Regions from separate parts of the Oryctolagus cuniculus genome. Here region 1 is linked to region 2. Evidence: chromatin contacts called from public Hi-C data. All regions are on one chromosome and are shown on one strand. Each heading gives the region's core, a stretch centred on a gene start, on an enhancer-like site or on the middle of the called end of the contact. The rest is flanking DNA. Distances are from core to core; before and after follow the strand shown.

Region 1 (5,988 bases), core at 1,754-4,253, 54 kb before region 2:
AAGACAGAAATAATACGACGTATATTCTCCAGTGACAACAGAATGAAGTGAGACATTAATAAGAAGGGAAAAAATGAGAAGTTCACATACACCAAAGCTTATGGGATATAGTGAAAGCAGAGCTAAAAGGAAAATTTATAGTTATAAAAGCATATGTTAAAAAAGAGCTCAAATTTATATTCTGACCTTCTAAAGACACTAGACAAATGAGCAATTCACAGGCCTTTAGCTAGATTGACCAAGAAACCATGGGAAGATTCAAATCACTAAAATCAGAAATTAAAAAACAGACATTACTACTGACCTTCCAGAAATAATCACAGAGGAATACAATGATAAACCAACATGAATCCTGCAGCATAAAAGAGAATTAGACATAATGACCACGTGGGACTTATCCCGGGAATCCAAGGTTGGCTTAACACTTGAAAATCAATAGACTAAGAAATAGAAACCACAGCATCTTCTCAACAAATGCAGAAAAAACAATTGAAACTATCCAATGCCACTTCCTTGTACAAAAGAAAGAAAACACTCAACACAGAAATAGTGTTAGGTATGGAATAGCTTTGGGTTCTGGCCTCTCGTACCCCCAGAAAGGAGACGGAGACCGACCTCAACAGAGACAGATTGCTTTATTTGAAGCAGAGAGGTTGTCGACCGTCTCTTTTTTCCATCTCTCCTTTCCTGGGGTACGAAAGGCCAGAACCCTGAGCTATTCCATACTTAACAAATAGAGGCCGGCGCCGCGGCTCAATAGGCTAATCCTCCACCTAGCGGCGCTGGCACACCGGGTTCTAGTCCTGGTCGGGGCGCCGGATTCTGTCCCGGTTGTACCTCTTCCAGGCCAGCTCTCTGCTGTGGCCCAGGAAGGCAGTGGAGGATGGCCCAAGTGCTTGGGCCCTGCACCCGCATGGGAGACCAGGAGAAGCACCTGGCTCCTGCCATCGGATCAGCACGGTGAGGAGGTTATGGGGGCCGGCTACCTGCCACGCTGGGATCCCATGTAAGTGCCAGCTCCAGTCCCCACTGCTCCATGTTCGATCAGCTCCCTGCTAACGTGGCTGGGAAAGCAGTGGAAGTGCTGGGCCCAAGTGCTGGGCCCCTGCTCCCACGCCAGAGAAGCTCCTGGCTCCTGGCTTCCGCCTGGCCCAGCCCTGACCTTCGTAGCCATTTGGGGAGTGAACCAGCAGATGGAAGATCTCTCCTACATGCTTTATTATTTAAAATAAATAGAATAAATTTTTTTAAAAAAAGCACTTGGGCAGGTGATGGGCTCAGTGGGCAGGAGCTTGGGGACTTCCCCAGCACAGCCACCACACCCTCACCCCATGGAGGCCGGGATAGAATCCCAACCAGCAGTTAGGTGACCAGCGGGGCCTCACAGAGCCTCCCCCAGCCCAGGTAAGGCTTCAGGTGCGCTGGCAGGTGAGGTCCCAGGAGTCTGTAGGAGCTGCACGTGCCCTGGCAGGGCCTCCAGGAGTCGGCTTCCGGCCTCACTTCCGTTTTGTCTTCCTGTTGATCTCTTCCTGATCAGACCTGGGAGCCGCCCCCTGAGCTGCTGGAGACAGAGATGGTGAGCATCACCAGGCAGGCTTGGAAGGCCATGGGTACAGCAGGAGGCCTTGCCCTGACTGAGGAAGGGGTGGGGGTAGGGTAGGGTTTGGTGAGGGTGACGACCCAGACAGAGGGAAAGGGGGAGAGGCCGTCATTCAACACCACTGACCACCACTGTGGACCGGTTCCCTGCGTGCTTCGCGGCTTCTTAATTTAAGGTGCAAGGGGGCTGAAATCCCCTGCATCTCTTTCCCGCGCGGGAACACGGCCTCGCTGTCTGGCTAGCCTCTCAGAAGGGAGACTGAAACTGTTGGGAGCCACCTTAAGCACGAGTCCTAATACACTCAGCAGATCAGATCAGGGCACTGCTCCTAAGGCCTGGGCTTCCGGCCTGGGGAAGGGGCAGGGAAACCCTGGGGAGGCAGAGGATTCTGGGACAGTGAAGCCCTGGCAGTAGCTCCCCTGGGAAAGTGCCTTCAGCTCCCCAGTGGCCAGAGCAGCAGCAACTTCAAACCGAAAATGCCAGGAAGGTGTGTTTTCCCTGGCCCCTCTCCCCTGCCATACCTGTGGGCTCCTCTCTGCTCTGCAAGTCCTGGCCACAGTACTACCCACAGGGCCCTCCAGAGGGCGCTTTAAGCTCACCAGTGACTACTTCTTTGGCTAAGGGTGCATCAGCCGCCTAACCTACCTGAACAACTGAGGCTCCAGGAAAGGCGGGTGTGTCCAGGTTGTCTTAGTCCCGCTCACAGAACCACCCAGGATCAGATCAACCCTGAGTGAGGGTCCATGGCAAACTCCCCCACCTGGAGCTCCCTGGGGACAAATGTCTCTTTGAAAGCCCATTTCAGAGTATAGTTGGAAAAGGTTGCCAGGTGGGGCAAATAAAAGCACAGGACGCCCAGCCAGATCTGGATTTCATATAAAAATAATTTTTAGTATAAGTACGTCCCAAATAGTGTTTGTGAAATACTTATAAATATTTATTGTGTACCTGTAAGTCAAGTTGAAAGAAGGTGCCATGTTTTTATCTGACAATTCCAGTTGAGACTTGCTCAAGTGAGTTTTCTGCTTGCTGTTTAACCTGATTCATGGGACACCTACCTACCAGGCGTATTTCAGATGATACAAAAAAATGAACCAAGCTCCTGCATTTAGAAGTGAGTTTGGGGAACGCCAGGCTGACAGTACTGAGGGTACAAACAGTGTTGGAGGCGTGGGGTAGCGACAGTTCAGATTTGGGTGTTGGCTTTGCATTCAAGCCCCACTTCTGATGTTCAGCAAGTGATTACGCTCACTGAGCCCGTTTATTGGGAAAGGGGAAGTAACAACCTCAGAAGATGCAGAGAGGTCGCTGGGACGAGGGTGCGTCTCGCGCCTGCTGTAGCAGGAGCTGAGGGAATGCTAACATCTCCCATTATACATTAGAGATACTGTGAAGGCAGGCAGCTGGCACAGAGGCTAAGACAGTGCTTGGGAGGCCCCCATCCAATGCTGGAGAATCTGCATTTGAGTCCTGACTCCACTTCTAATTCCAGCTTCCTACTAATGCACACCCTGCAGGTGTGCAGGTGATGGCTCAAGTGCTTGGAACCCTGCCATCCATTTGAGAGACCCAGATGAAGTTCAAGGCTCCTGGCTTCAGCCCGGCCCAGCCCCAGCTATTGTGGGCATTTGAGGAGTGAACCAGTGAATGAGATCTATCTCTCTAATAAGTAAAATTAATTCATTTTTTTAGATTTAAGTGCTATGGTACCAGTTAGCCTTATTTGCTTTAAAAGAGTCTCTCCAAAGGATGTAACATTTCACTTTTAAAAACAATACCCAGGGGCAGGCACTGTGGCTTAGTAGGTTTGGCCTCCACCAATTGCACCGGCATCCTTTATGGATGCCAGTTCAAGTCCTGGCTGCTCCAGCTCCCTGCTTATGCACCTGGGAAAGCATTAGAGGATGGCCCAAGTCCTTGGGCCCCTGTGCCCACGTGGGAGACCCGGAAGAAGCTCCTGCCTCCCGGGTTCGGATTGGCCCAGCTCTGGCCATATTGCAGCCATTTGGAGAGTGAACCAGTGGATGAAAGATCTCTCTCTCTCTCTCTCTCTCTCTCTCTGCCTCTGAAATAAATAAATTTTTTTTGTGACATAGCTAGTAAAGCCTTCCCATATGGGTCCCAGTTCAATTCCCGGTTGCTCCACTTCCAATCCAGCTCTCTGCTACCACCTGGGAAAGCAGTAGAAGATGGCCCAGGTCCTTGAACCCCTGTACCCATGTGAGAAACGAGGAAGAAGCTCCTGGCTCCTGGATTCAGATCAGCCCAGCTCCACCAGCAGTTGCAGCCATCTGGGGAGTGAACCAGTAGATGAAAGATCTCTCTCTCTCTCTCTCTCTCTCTCCTCTCTCCTCTCTCCTCTCTCCTCTCTCCTCTCTCCTCTCTCCTCTCTCCTCTCTCCTCTCTCCTCTCTCCTCTCTCTCCCCCTCTGCTTCTCTGTACCTCTGCCTTTCAAATAAATAAATATTAAAAAAAATCTGCAAAGTCTCAGTTTGATATGTGCCTCTAGATCAGGTGACAAGGCATAGCTGGAGTGTGGGGGTGGACAGTCAGATAAAGTCCCCAGTGAACACCCCTGAGAGTTTGAGTTATTATTGGCAGTTACCATTTGGTGAGTATGGACAGCACATGGGGCATAGCTTGACATCTTTCATACATTTTCTCATTTAACCATCACAACCTCACATGAGGAAAACCAAGGCCAAGGTCACATAGGCTGGAACTCCGGGACCCAGGGCTTGTGGGATTCCAGCAGGGTGGAGGGCAGACGCACTCTCTAAATAAAAGCTCGTCCACTTCGAGGCATGTAATTTAAGTCCAGTCCGCAGCGAAATTACACATTGCCTACGTGGGTCCCTTGCAAATGTTTAGAACCACGTCAAGGTTTCCTGTGTTGTGCGAATCTGTCTGGGTTTAGCACCCTGTTCCCCTTCTAGCTTCCAATGAATAATGAACGTGGTTGGTAACAGTTACCAGCACGGCAGGGCCTCCCTGCATTTCGGGCACAGCCCAGCCAGGGCACCCCAGCAGAATCCAATCCAAACGCCAGTCCCACAGTGGCCAGAGCTAACCCCCTTCTCTGAGACTATCCTCTCAGGCACCCTGGGAAAAGCCCAGGAAGGTCACCTTGGCCGCCTGGCTGTTTTCGGTCCTGTGCAAGGTGCTCAGGATACAAAGGTGGATATTCAGGGTCTTTGAGCAGGAGACCCTCCCATGGGGACAGACGTGAACACACAGGAGCACCAGGCAGAGGGGACCTGACAAAGAAAGGGCCAGGGACCCATGGGAAAGGGTGGCCAGTCCTCTCGGGCAGGTGCACAGAGGTGAGCCTGCAGCCAGCCTGAGTTGGCCTGATGGACAGAACAGACGACCTCTTGACACACAGTATCGCCTTGTTGTGAGTATCATGCGACTCTTGCATTCAGCTTCATCCAGTGTCTCTGTGGCTATCATCATAAAAGATGTTATTTCCCTGAATCTCCAAATAAAGTTTAAGCCTGCGGAAGATGTCACTGTTCTATCTTTCCCCGTTTCCTTGACTCCCCTGAATCCAGCTGGAGGGTAGCCCTGGTGCTTGAGCAGGGGTGGAGGTGGGGCTGTATGTGAAAAGGTTTACCTCCTAGAAAGAACCCTCTGGCCAGGACCTTGAGGATGGACCAGAGGTTCAAAGAGAAGGTGGGTGGCCCTGCAGTAACCCAGACAAGAGATGTCAGGGTGAAGGAGAGAGAGGGAGACAGGCCAGAGAGACATTTAAGAGGTGGAATCCGGGCTGGTGTTGGCACAGTGGGTAAAGCCACTGCCTATAGCACCAGCATCCCATGTGGGCGCCAGTTTGAGTCCTGGCTGCTCCACTCCTGACCTAGCTCCCTGCTAATGCACCTGGGAAAGCAGCAGAGGATGGCCCACATCCTTTGGCCCCTACACCCACATGGGAGACCCGGAAGAAGCTCCTGGCTGGAAGAGATCTATCTCTCTCTCTCTGTAATTCTACTTTTCAAATAAATAAATCTTTAAAAAAAAAAAAAAAGAGAGAGGTGAAATGAATGGAATTGGAAAACTGTCCTTGGGAGTTTGGAGAAAAGGGTGGGATAGGCTCACCTCCAGGGTTCTCAGTAAGAGGAGCTATAAGAATGGCAAGTGGGGGGGGGGGTAAATAAGTTTAATCTGAGTGCGCTGACCTGGAGCTGCCTGTGGCTGGAGGGTATCTGGAGGGCACTGATGTGCACAGGGGGACAAACTGGGAGAGCGGGTCAGGGCGGAGGTTCAGAATCAGAAATCACGAGAAAAAGTAGGCAAACTGGGTTTCATGAACAATTGAAAATTTTGTGCGTTGAAACACAGTATTAACAGAATAAAAAGCCCATAGTATGGGAGAAAATATTTACAAA
Region 2 (5,892 bases), core at 2,236-4,735:
CCAGGGCCTCCTGGAGAAATGAGTCTCCAAGCCCATGGACAAGGCCTCTGCAGGCGGCCTGCACACCTGGCAGCCTGAGCACACGTAACTCTGGCCGCCGGAGGCTCGCTCTGTGCCTGCTCCTCCTGACCGCCAACCATGCTGCCTGTGCTCACCACTCGGGGGCGTTTGGCTGTGCCACCCTCATGTGTGTCTGTCTCCTGGGTAAGATCATCGACTCCCAAGGACAGGGGCAAATCCTTTCCATGTCTCACAGTCCATAAGTAAATGAATTCTCCTTGGAATAAGGGACTCTCCTGGACCCTACCTTTCTTTCTTTCGTTTTTTTTTTTTTTTTTTTTTAAGATTTATTGATTTCTTTGAAAGTCAGAGTTACACAGAGAGAGAAGAGGCAGAGAGAGAGACAGAGAGAGGTTTTCTATCCAATGGTTCACTCCCCAATTGGCTGCAATGGCCAGAGCTGCGCTGATCCGAAGCCAGGAGCCAGGAGCCAGGAGCTTCTTCCAGGTCCCCCATGCAGGTGCAGGGGCCCAAGGACTTGGGTCATCTTCCACTGCTTTCCCAGGCCACAGCAGGGAGCTGGATGGGAAGAGGAGCAGCCGGGACTAGAACCAGCACCCATATAGGATGCCGGTGCTTCAGGCCAGAGCATTAACCCGCTGCACCACAGCGCTGGCCCCTGGACCCTACCTTTTTGCCTCTTTAGAAACATCCTGTCCACTGGCCCTCGCCCACTCCCACTGCCGTTACCTGGGGTGAGTCCCTGGAGGCAGATAACACCCCCAACCCCAGTCCCTGCCAGCGCATGCCACCCACGTGGCGAGGCAGTCCGTCTGGAACCCAGCAGTGGGGGCTGTGGTGGCGGCCACGGAAGTTGCCAAGTGCCGCGATACCGCCCGGGCTCCCGGTGCTGCAGAGACAGAGGCAGGGCAGAGAAGGGTCCTGGAGCTGACACCCAAGCTGAGTCCTACAAACCCAGCAGGGGTGGGGACCCCGGGGCCACAAGGCGATGAAGGACAACCAGAGAAAGGACAGGCCAGAGGAGGGGCTCAGCTGCTCACCGGGGTTCCTGACTCCCTCGCAGCGGCGGGTCTGGACTCCCTGCTCCTGCCTGACCAGGGGCAAGCACTTAAACAGGTTCGGGGGTGAGCGCGAGGGTCGGGTCCGGCGCAGCGGGCTCGGAGCCAGCGCGTGAGGGGAGACGCGCGTGCAGGCAGAATTGCCCTGGGAAATCTCTGGAACTGCCAGCTCCCGAGTCCTTAAAGGCTGTCCAGCCAACCACGTTTGTTTCTCTTGGCTTTGGGGCCCTGTCTGGCTCCCTTTCCCTGTGCAGGGAAGGACAGGGTTTATTTTTAAAAGCAGGAAGGACTAGGAATAAATATGAGGGTTTTCTCTCATGATTCTTCTTCCAAAAGTTCATGTAATTTCTGCGTGCAAATAATGAGGTTCTGTGGCGAATGCTTGGGGGCGGGCTGGGGCAGCTGCTGAGCAGTGATTCACAAACTTGGATGAGCTTCGGGCTCCCTGGGCAGAGGCGGGTTCTGATTCAGGAGGTCTGGGGCTTTTCTAACAAGCTGACGCCCTGGGAGCCGCGGTGTTGCTGGTCCGGGGAGCACGGTGGTCGAGACCCCTGGAGCAGAGAATGAATGAAGTCGGGGTGGGACAGCATTCTCGCGCTGCCTGTGGCCCCTGACCAAGGGAGCTGAGGCTGGAGCTAAGGCTGGGTCTGTTGGGGAGAGGGGTGGTGGCCAGGAGGGGCCACTGTGTCACAGCAGATGCCTCCAGGGGACAGGGAAGTGGACTGGTGCACTCTTTCTTCCCAGAGACACTTTGCATAATTTTTTTTTAAGATTTATTTTTATGTATTTAAAAGGCAGAGTTACAGAGAGAGAGAGGGAAAGACAGAGAGAAAGAACTCTTCCAGCCGGCGCCGCAGCTCACTAGGCTAATCCTCCGCCTAGCGGCGCCGGCACACCGGGTTCTAGTCCCGGTCGGGGAGCCGGATTCTGTCCCGGTTGCCCCCCTTCCAGGCCAGTGGAGGATGGCCCAAGCCCTTGGACCCTGCACCCCATGGGAGACCAGGATAAGTACCTGGCTCCTGCCATCGGATCAGCGCGGTGCGCCAGCCGCAGCGTGCCAGCCACGAGGCCATTGGAGGGTGAACCAACGGCAAAAGGAAGACCTTTCTCTCTGTCTCTCTCTCTCACTGTCCACTCTGCCTGTCAAAAAAAAAAAAAAAGAAGAAGAAGAAGAACTCTTCCATCCCCTGGTTCACTCCCCAAATGGCTGCATCGGCCCCCAGCTGGGCCAGGCCAAAGCCAGGAGCCTGGGACTCCATCCGGGTCTCCCACATGGGCGGTGGGGGTCCAAGCACTTGGGCCATCTTCTGCTGCTTTCCCAGGTGCATTAGCAGGGAGCTGGATTGGAAACAGAGCTGTTGGGACTCGAACCGATGCACTGATGTGGGGGGAGTGGTGCTGGCATTGCGGGCAGCAGCTTAGCTCGCTGCAACCACGGCCCCCTCATGCAGAGAGTGTGTCAAGCCTGGAGTGAAATTCTTTACTCGAGAAGCAGGCACTCACACAGCTCTCAGAACACACAGTTCTTTTTGTCCAGCTTCTGTCTCTCCATTTCTGACACAAACCTAGTTACAAGAAATATCTCCCTCCTCGCTACCCCAGTTAGTGATCAACAGCGGTGACCTTGGCCTCTGTAGGGCTAGGTGTGTAGTGAGCAGGCACTCACGCATGCTGGCCAGAGGGGGGTGCCCCTGCCCAGCTCCAGCCATTGGTGGTGGCGCAGGTTCATGGGCCCGGAGTGGCCAGGAGCAGCCAAATTGTTTGTGTGAGACGTCCCAACCTTAAATTATTGGCCCCTAATTCAAAACTGTTTCCAACACCGTGAATGCTAAACCATTCAAGTCTGCGAGGCCAATCCGGCCAGTGGGTGCCTGGTTTACGACTGCTGACTGAAAGGGCTGGGAGCGGGGGGCGGAGGGAGGGCTGGAGGCTGGGAGGCCTTCGGGGGCTCTTGCCTGCCTGGGCTGGGGAGAGGTGTAAGAACCGAGGTGGGGGACGCAGGGGCACACTGGGGACGTGGGGCTGCAGGCCTCGCGCAAGGGGCTGATGTGAACAGGATGGTCGGCTGGCCAGGGGGACCCCTCAGGCTCCTGGCCCGGGTGAGGTCCACGGGGTTGCGTATGGGAGCAGAAGCTCAATTTAAGGGAAGATTCAGGACTAGCGGGATTTAGGTGCCTCTGGGCCACAGGAACACGGAGTCTGAAGGGAGAGGAGAGAGCAGGCACTCCGCAACACGGGTCTGGCCCTGTCGCCCGTCTCCCTGGGATCCTCACTGGCTTCCCTGCGTCTAAATAGAAAGTCCAGACTCCCCCTCGTGGTAAACAAAGGCTCCCGGGCTGTCCCTGCCAACCGCCTTGCGCCATGCCCCACTCAACACCCGGCTCCCCTAGGCCGGCACAGCAACCAGGCATGCTGGGAGTAAGCCCTGCTTTGTCCCTTCTGTCCTCGCGCGGGGGCCGCCCTTCCACCCCAGCCCTTTGTGCGTCTGGAAAATTCCTACTCCAGGCTCCAGCGCCCCTGCCCTGCCAAGCAGAGGAGACCGCCCCTCCCCTGTGCCACTTGAACTTGGTGCATTTCTGTGACTGCCCAGAGGGCGTCCTCCTGTCGCGGCTTCCGCGATTCACTTTGTGCCCCCAGCTCCTGGCACTCATCTCACAGCCGGGGGCACCTGTTAGGTGTGTGAGGGGCAGGGAAATGCACCTGCTCTGCAGGGGGAGCTGCAGGTGCACAGCTGGTCTGCAGGGACCCCGTTTCCCCGGGGGGCTGCCCGCGGCCCCTCCCCAGGGCTGACCCCACCCCGTCTGTCATCTCTTTGCAGCTGGGGTATGGCCGTCAATGTGTACTCCACATCCGTGACCAGTGAGAATCTGAGTCGCCATGACATGCTTGCGTGGGTCAACGACTCCCTGCACCTCAACTATACCAAGATCGAGCAGCTCTGTTCAGGTGGGAGGCTGGGGTGGGGCGGTGCCCCGTCCTGGGAGGGAAAGGAAGGGCACAGCGCGGAGCCACAAGGTCATAGCACAAGGTCCTGCCCCCAACCCCGCCACCCAGGGTCAGAGCTCAGCCTCCGGGCCGGTGGTCTCCGCGGCTCGCTCCCATCTGTGAGACGTTGATAACAGCACCGTCTAGCTGGGGTTCCTGTTGGGATTAAACTGCATATGTGCTGCTGTGTTAAGTGTGCTGCAGGTACATGATAGGCCTCAGAAGCAGTCATGCTTTTATTCTTGGATAATTCTTTTATCCTTGGGGATTCCAGCCGTGTCGGTCCTGAAGGGAGGGCTGCCCCCAGCCTCAAGACAGGGAGAGAGAAGAGGAGACCGGGGCTGGGGCTTGGGCAAGTGAAAGGCACTGCTGAGGCCTGGCAGTCAGCCGCGCCCCTCCACAGGGGCGGCCTACTGCCAGTTCATGGACATGCTCTTCCCGGGCTGTGTGCACTTGAGGAAGGTGAAGTTCCAGGCCAAGCTAGAACACGAGTACATCCACAACTTCAAGGTGCTGCAAGCGGCGTTCAAGAAGATGGGTGTTGACAAAGTAGGTGCTGCGCTCCCGGGGGCCCTCGGGAGCTGTGTGACCCCGAGGGAGAAGATGGCCCGCCAGCCAGGCCGTCGGTGGGGTCATTTCCAGCACTTACACCCCCCCACCCCTGAGTCTGCAGGGGGAGCATCCCCCCAGCCCGAGGCCCAGCGGAAAGCCCTACCGCACGGGACGGTCCACGATGACAACACTCCTTTCCCCGCCCCCTCCTCTCTGGACCCTACCCAGCGCAGACCCTGAGCCTCTGTGTACTGTGCCTATTAAGTTGCATTTCTCTGTAGGTCCCGAGAAAAGTCTCTTTGCTCTTCTGCCTCGATGGCCCCAGAGCTGTGGGTCCCGAGCCCCCAGCCCACAAGCAGCAGCCGCAGAACCTGGGGACACCTCCCACATCCTCCTTCCTGTGCCTGTGGGAGAGGGATGTGCGGCTCCCAGGCCAGGCCTGCCAGCCTGCCCGTCTGCTCTGGTGCCATGGGCGGGGGGCAGGTGGTGGAGCTGGAAGATGCTGCGGCCCAGGGGCTGGCTCTCTGCAAGGCAGTGGCCCTCTCACACCGGAAGGCGGCCGTGCGGCAGCAGGGGCTAACAGACTCTGTTGTGTGGTCTATTTCAGATCATTCCTGTAGAGAAATTAGTGAAAGGAAAATTCCAAGATAATTTTGAGTTTATTCAGTGGTTTAAGAAATTCTTTGACGCAAACTATGATGGAAAGGATTACAACCCTCTGCTGGCGCGGCAGGGCCAGGACGTAGCGCCACCTCCTAACCCAGGTGATCAGATCTTCAACAAATCCAAGAAACTCATTGGCACAGCAGGTAACGTGCCCGAGCCGGGGGAGGGAGTGTGGGGGGCCGGGCCGGCGGGGCTCCTCAGCCAGGAGCGCCCCCGGGGCCACCCGCCCGGCCCCGCCAGCCTGGAGGAGACTGTTATCACGGAGTTCAGATGGCGCCGCCTGCTCCCCACGTAGACCAGGGGGGGTCACCGTAGGGGGCAGGAGGGCTCCAGAAACCGCTCTAAGGGAAGAGCCACCAGCTCCAGCCACGGCGGCAGCTGGTGGGAGGGAGCCCTGGGTACGGGCTCCCTTGTTTGCCGCAAGACGATGGCGCCCGAGGTGGCATGGTTTGTCTGCTTGGGGCCCGCCCAAGCCAAGGGCCTGAGGCCAGCACCACAGCCCCTTCTGGCCTGCTGCCCACTGGATGCCAGGGGCACGGGTGTGGGAACTTGTTTGTGTCTTCCCCATTCCAAAGGCCCAGAGCCCTGAGTCCTAAGGAGATGAGTCCCA

What was found. Hi-C and Micro-C count contacts between places; a contact is called where the count stands out from the background.
Region 1: a contact with region 2 is called in a Hi-C map of an unstated tissue, with 6 times the contacts expected there. The contact joins two enhancer-like sites. A contact is called at or near these places in 5 of 6 Hi-C or Micro-C datasets (ear pinna, embryonic fibroblasts, psoas muscle and 2 more).

Annotation. Positions count from the first base shown.
Region 1 is chr2:175,980,321-175,986,308 of mOryCun1.1, reverse strand. LOC103347715 (a long non-coding RNA gene) reads right to left here. Exons shown (of 3, transcript XR_516302.4): 3 at 1-1,561. Among named protein-coding and RNA genes, the nearest start is that of MAPRE3, 9.3 kb to the right of the region's middle. Within about 2 kb of position 3,003, at least 1 of the 8 cell types and tissues checked has an H3K27ac peak or open chromatin away from gene starts, as enhancers often do.
Region 2 is chr2:175,926,649-175,932,540 of mOryCun1.1, reverse strand. MAPRE3 (microtubule associated protein RP/EB family member 3) reads left to right here. Exons shown (of 7, transcript XM_008254644.4): 2 at 3,898-4,025; 3 at 4,468-4,613; 4 at 5,224-5,425. The coding sequence starts at 3,905. Among named protein-coding and RNA genes, the nearest start is that of TMEM214, 6.9 kb to the right of the region's middle. Within about 2 kb of position 3,485, at least 1 of the 8 cell types and tissues checked has an H3K27ac peak or open chromatin away from gene starts, as enhancers often do.